2 separate regions of the Mus musculus genome follow, and region 1 is linked to region 2. A link is a contact called in public Hi-C data. All regions are on one chromosome and are shown on one strand. The core of a region is the stretch at or near the end of the contact, and the rest is flanking DNA. Distances in the headings are between cores, read along the strand shown. Region 1 holds the start of Nemp2 (nuclear envelope integral membrane protein 2). Region 2 has its middle 17 kb from the start of Gm28178.

The links. Hi-C and Micro-C count contacts between places; a contact is called where the count stands out from the background.
Region 1: a contact with region 2 is called in a Hi-C map of Sertoli cells, with 3 times the contacts expected there. The contact joins the promoter of Nemp2 here to the enhancer-like site in region 2. A contact is called at or near these places in 1 of 39 promoter capture datasets (hippocampal neurons), 3 of 15 datasets of contacts at CTCF or cohesin (CD8 T cells, the G1E-ER4 cell line and pro-B cells), 18 of 484 Hi-C or Micro-C datasets (CD4 T cells, CD8 T cells, the G1E-ER4 cell line and 13 more), 6 of 115 datasets of contacts at active chromatin or transcription factors (the HPC-7 cell line, embryonic stem cells, memory CD8 T cells and 1 more) and 2 of 9 other capture datasets (adipose tissue and pancreatic islet).

Annotation. Positions count from the first base shown.
Region 1 is chr1:52,629,390-52,632,781 of GRCm38.p6, reverse strand. Nemp2 (nuclear envelope integral membrane protein 2) reads right to left here and starts at 2,077. Exons shown (of 9, transcript NM_001142647.1): 1 at 1,931-2,077. The coding sequence starts at 2,024.
Region 2 is chr1:52,596,185-52,599,085 of GRCm38.p6, reverse strand. It overlaps a transcript of Nemp2 not described here. Among named protein-coding and RNA genes, the nearest start is that of Gm28178, 17 kb to the right of the region's middle. Within about 2 kb of position 1,640, at least 161 of the 459 cell types and tissues checked have an H3K27ac peak or open chromatin away from gene starts, as enhancers often do. A contact at or near this core is called in CD8 T cells, the G1E-ER4 cell line, the HPC-7 cell line and 12 more, where this site is marked.

The sequences.
Region 1 (3,392 bases), core at 828-3,327, 33 kb before region 2:
TCTATGACAAGCGTCTGCCTTTTCTACAAATAGGGTATCAGAGGGCTGGCCTTGGAATGGATGTTCTTCGTGCCATGGCAGCGTGTAAGTACCCAAAGCAGATTCTCAGAGTTGGAAAGGGTCTTAGACGTCATCAGAGGCAACCCACCCCCACCCCCCCAGTCTTCCATTACACTCAATTTCACTTGCTGAGGCTTCAAGTTTTTGTGTTCAACCAAGGTCTGAAAATATTAAATGAAAAAAATCTTTCAAAGTAGAAATATGTAAGTTCAAATAATTTTTCCACAATATTTTATTGTAATGAATTGTAATAACTATCTCTTGCTCTGATTTATAATTATAAATCTCTTGCTGTGATATGTAATGTACACACACACACACACACACACACACACTGGGTGGGGGGGGGCATGTAAGGTTCGGTACTGCAGTGCTTTTTTAAAAAATACATTCCCTGTGGGTGAGAGAGATTATTGTCTAGCTGTCTCATCACAGGCCCCTCATAAGACCATAGCTTTTACAGTAGCAGCAGTTCTTAGACCTAGCCAACCAAGGGTTCCCAAGGTGTCACTCAACACTGCAGGACAGTGATCCCCTCCTATGTGAACGTAAGGAATATCTGGAATGGCAAGACAGAAGTTGCCATTTTCTTTTCAGCTGTGAACTGGAATTTTATCATCTCCTGGGTATCTTACACTTCTCAGAAAGAAAGTCCTGGTGAACATTTACATGCGTCTTTAACACAACTGAGGACTATTAAGCTAGGCGCAACAGTACAGCTCTGAAAACCCTTCACCTGGGAGGTAGAGGCAGGAATGTTGTACAGCCAAGGCCAGCCTGGTCTATGTAAAAATCTCCAGATCTGCTAGGGCTATATGGTGACCCATACAGCAGCAAAACTTGAAAAACTGAGTTCCTTGAAGCAAATAAAAGGAGCAGAAATAATACCTGTGTGCCCTGGAGAATACGACACCTACAGGTTAAATCAACAACTGCACTAGAGCCCAAGATTCTGAATCTATATAACTACTTCTACCCCTCTGCTGCCACGCCCAGGAGCCCTCCTCCTCAAACTGTTTTATATTTTCACAAGTACCTATTATATTTACTACCAATTCTTTGTTCTCTAGCATGTAAAATGGGCATATATGAATAATCAGTATAAGACAATGCAGTTAGAGCAAATCAGCCCTGCATAGCACAAAATAGTTAATTAACACATTCCTGTTCAATGAAAAGCTGACCACAGACCGTCCCCTAAGGTGTAACTCACTGCAAGATACCAGTATGGGCACAAGGTGTGACAGAAGCTAATAACTGCTTACTGAACATCCATTCTCTCTTTCAGTCTTAGACACCCTACTAACTTTGTCGGTGTCGGAATATTATCCAATTGAAAGTCTGTATCTTGACAGCCTCCCTTGAGTCTGTAAGTGACCATGTAATGAAGAATACAAACAAGCAATCTTTTGAAGGATGTAGTGAATGGTAGAAATAAATGTTAAACTCGTGGAGACTGCGTTTTGCTGCTACAGCTTTCTGAGCCAGAATCTTAAGCACCCCAAACAGTCTGAGTAGCTCACTGAGACTTCCTGTGCACCTGGTTCAATGCTGGAGCATCAGCAGTATTTTGCATATGACCAGCTACCCAGGTCACAGCAGCCAATCAGAAACAGAATTTCGGTTCCTTTCTGAAGCTTCTATCCTTCTCTAGCCTTGAGTTTCCTGAGATTTCTGAAGACAGATAAAATAAGGTTTCAGACATAAACTGCAGACAAAGGGCCAGCTGTGCGGTTGTCCAGCGGTGTGATCCTGAACAAACCAAAACACTGAAGTATCCGATGCCCGCAGACAGGGGCGGGGCCTGGCCGCGGCCGCGCGTGACCCTGCGGCGCCGAAAGGAGGCCCCCCCGCCCGGAGCCGGGGTTACCTGACATCGCTGCCTCCTCGTCGTGCACCGCGCTCGCTGGCAGTGTAGCCAGGGGCTGCAGCCAGAGCACCAGCCACCACAACCTAGGCAGCATCGCGGCCAGAGCGGCGGAAGTGGCGCAGCGGACCAAGAGCGGGAAAGCGGAGGGAGGGGATTGCAGGGGCGGAGCCGGCTGCGGCCCCGCCCTTCCGCGGTCCGCCGAGCGGCTCTCCCAGTGGCCTCCAGGGGGCGATCACCTGCCTTCCCGATTCTTGCTCCTGGGCCAGCTTGCAGAGTTGGCGGGCAGTTTAAAACACGCCGGAGCCCCGCGCAGGGTTCTCAGAGCACTGGTGCGGGCCACTCAGAAAGGCAGGCTCTTCACATGCACCCTCTCAGAAATAAGACCAGCAAGCCCCACTTAGACAAAAGCCTGACTTGTTTGTTTGTTTGTCCCTCCTTTCACCTCTTCCTTTTTTTTTTTTTAAGCAACAAGTTGAGAAATTTGGTGCTTAAATAATTTGTGTCTAAGCTCATGAACACAGTATCTTTCAAAAAAAAAAAAAAAACCCAAAAGGGTTATATAAGTTCACTATTAATAAAGTGTTACTTTAATAGAGATCTGGAGGCTGGAGAGATGGTCCAGTGCTTAGGAACACTTATCGCTCTTCCAGAGAACCCATGTTTCCCAGCGTGCACATGGCAGCAGCCCCAAACATATGTAACTACAGTTTCATGGAATCAACTGCCCTCTTCTGAATTCTGCAGACATATGGTACACAGACATACACACAAGCTAAACACCCATACACTTAAATTAAAAAATAAGCCTTCTTTTAAAAATGAGATTGTATTTTTAAAAATTCAAAGATATAGTGAGTGTTCTAAACATAACCAACCTGGCAGAGATGATAGCTCTCTAAAGTCAGCCTATTGAGACAGAAGACTCCAAGAAACTGGAATGCTGCACAGTAAACCACTCTGGGGAGCAGAGAAAGCCACCACCAACCACAAGAGAATAGTCTGTCCTAGAAAGAGACTCACAGTTTCTGAGCCCTATGGTTTATTGATGATCAGGATAATTCTGTGTTAAGAGCAAGCCTTCTTTGGTCTCTGGAAACCTTTCAGTGTGACTTACTATTTCATACTTGAAGTAGGGCAGAAGAGTGTGGTGGTAGTGGACTGTAATCCCACCATTTGAGAAACAGAGTTAATGATGGGTAAGGTGAGCCTAAGTGGCATAGGGGATCCAAGGCTAGTCTGGCTACATGAGACCTAATTTAACCTTCCTCTGATCCCCATCCCTGCCCCACCACACACACAAAGCTAGAGTAAGAAGTTGTGTTCTTTTCTCTAATTCCAGTCTTCCACTAACAGCACTAAGCTCGATATAATAGAAATCTTTTTTTTTTAATAACTCAGCTTCAATTTTTTTTAATGGTCTAAATAGGAAAGAATGTCTCTGAGTTATCTAAAGGAGGCTTTC
Region 2 (2,901 bases), core at 391-2,890:
TCAGCAGAAATGGTAGCGGGCATCCTCAGCCAGGCTCTGCACTGGCCAGGCTCCCTGCCAACCAGGAAACTCACAACGGTTCCACAAGGGCCTCAGTGCCCCCCACACCTTCCCACCTGTCCACAGATAAGAACAGTAGTGCCAGTGCGGGGCTTTCTGTTCTGTAATCAGGCACACAAGCACCTCATGTCTCCATTCGTTCAGTTACTCAACTTCTGCCCCCGAAGTTCCCATACTCTTCCTACCTCAGCAGGGCGCTGTTGGCAAAGACCAATACCCTTGCATTTATCCCTTTCTGAACTTGGTTGTTGTTGGTTGTGGTAAGATGGGGTCTTCCGTACCCCAGGTTAGCCTCAAACTTCCTATAAACTGAGACAGTCTTTAACCTGATCCCCCTGCCTCTGCTTTCCCAGTGCTGGGATCACAGCTGGGTAGCGCCATGTCCCACCCACGTTTGCTTTTGATTAATTGTACAGACTCCCACTCCATAGCCAAGTCCTTCTACGTTCTCTCTCCATGCCTAAATCAGTAGGCAGCATGTGGCAGTTTATCTCCATGAACCATGGCTCCCTGTCTGCCTCATGTTACCATGCCATTTCAGGCTTGAATGCAGTAGATTTTAAAATCCCATATAAGGTTAGAACAGTGACACTATCTCTTTAGGGCATTAAGGATTATTTTGGATGGAAACTCTAAGCTCATCTTCCACTCATCCCTGGCTCTGCCCGGGTCCTACTTGTGCACAAAGGCAACTCTGAGGTCACTTTTACAAGAGAGGACAGGCAGAAAAAGTGCCCTGCAAAAGACATGGGAATGTTCAACACCAATTATCAGGCGGAAAAAAAGAAATAGCCACAGACCAGAAATAACTTAAGTAATAATTTTAAAACTTTAGATCATCCATCGGTAAAGCAGCCTGGTCAGCTGGACTCTGCTTCAGTTTTGACTCCCAGTTTTCTAAGGCTTTTTAAAAATGCTTGGACTGTTTCCTTGAGACATTCGCATGCAAAGCTGTGGCTGCTGTCTCCAGCCGCCCACACATACCTGCCCTCCTCCTCCCTCTGACTCAGCGCCCAGCCTCCGCCCACGCCCGCTGACTCGGTGACCCGCACCCACTTCCCACAAACCTACGCGCTCCTCTCCTTCACACAGGTACAAATATTCACACTCCCACTGCTCAGCAAACAACGCACACTACTAATGGGGGGGAGGGGGAGGCATGCTTTTCCTAATGACCATTATGTTTCTTTTAATTCACAAGCTTTACACAGCACAATGAGTAGCTGATGAACTTATTTATGCTTAAATTGGTTTTTCAAAACTCCCTCGTGTTCAAAACTGGATTATTCTATTTTTAAAAAACTCCACCAAAAAAAAAAAAATGTATACACCGAGTGTTGCACCTTTTTTTTTTTTCTTTTTTCTTTTTTCAGGAAGAACAGATGCCCTAGGGTTTGTCCAAATTAAAACTTTTTACTCACATTTTCAGCGATGGCTACACAAAGGCTCACTGGGCTGGGTATTCGCCGTGAGGGTGTTTGAGCTACAGCTGGCATCAGCAGGCTGCCTGACAAGATTAATTGGCAGTGAATTAGACCAGTGCAGTCCAGAGCCAACACCAAAAAGGAGGACCAGCCCACTCATGAGGCCCTGCCAACGCCCAGAGATCTGCTGAGCGTGGGCTGGGGGAAGGCAGGGAGGCCAGTCTCTGCTGCCTTTGTGTTCTCACGGCTCGTACAAGGGTTCATAGCAACGGTTTCTTTCTTTTGCTGTGCATTTGTGTGATATCTGTGTGTCTTGCTACACTGATGCCACAGCGCATGTGCAGAGGTCAGAGGACAACCTTAAGTGTGTCCCCTTCCCTTCCACCTTGTTTTAGGTAGGGTCTCCTGTTCACAGCAGCATGGGACAGGGCTGGACATCCTGATGGCTCCCCATGACTGCCATCAGCTCTGTGTGGGTGCGGAGGTCTGAACTTGGGTCCTTACACTTGTGACCAGAGCTTTATCCTCTGAGCCATCTCCCCAGGCCCCATGGCAACTCTTTTTATTTTTTCCGGGGCTTGATACTATTCTATGTCACAGATGTGAGCAGAAGCAATTCTATTGTAACTCACCTCCTCTTTAAGAAGAGATGCAAGCCAAATCTGGATTTTAAGGAGTGGTGGGTTGCTTTGTGTTTGCTGCTTTGCTTTATCATTCATAATTGATGTGAATTCTTCTGGGAGAAGCAGCGGCCATTTCTGCTCTTCTTCTATCTCTAACAATTGAGAATGTTAGATCTACAATATGCTGGACAGGGAACTGGGAAAAGGATTTCTATCTGGGCCAGACCTCTCAGCCCTCAGTGGTGGGGCCAGTTTTAATCATCTCTGTCCACCTGTCTCACATTCTTTGCTTGAATTTCTACAATTTGATCTGCTTCTGTGCACTTTAGCATTTCTCTGTATTATCCTTAAACTTGAAAGTCTTCTTGGCTCCTTGGAACTTTTTAAGCACTTCTTTGTATGTTTAACTTTGTATCGTTATAGAAAGCAAAGCTCTTCACCACAAGTCCCCATATAAAAAGATGCAAAAGCAAAAAGCAAGTGTCTCACTTCTTAGCCACTGTGCTGGTATGACTACCACCAGGTTCCAAGAAGCTAACTTCCAACAAAATATGGCAGAGTGAACATAAGAATGTCTGTCTTCTGGCTAGGCCAGCAGAGCAGTGTGAGCAAATGAGAGCCTTTGGTTACCACGCTGTGCTCTGTTTGTGTCTCCTGAGAGTTCAAACTCTGTAGTCATCAGTGTAGCCCTGATAGGAAGCAACTGAGCCTCTCGGTTGAGATTAGCAGAAGGTGATTGGGTCCTTGTTTGACAGGTGAGTAAACCTCTTTCTTCATGTGCTACCCAGATATTT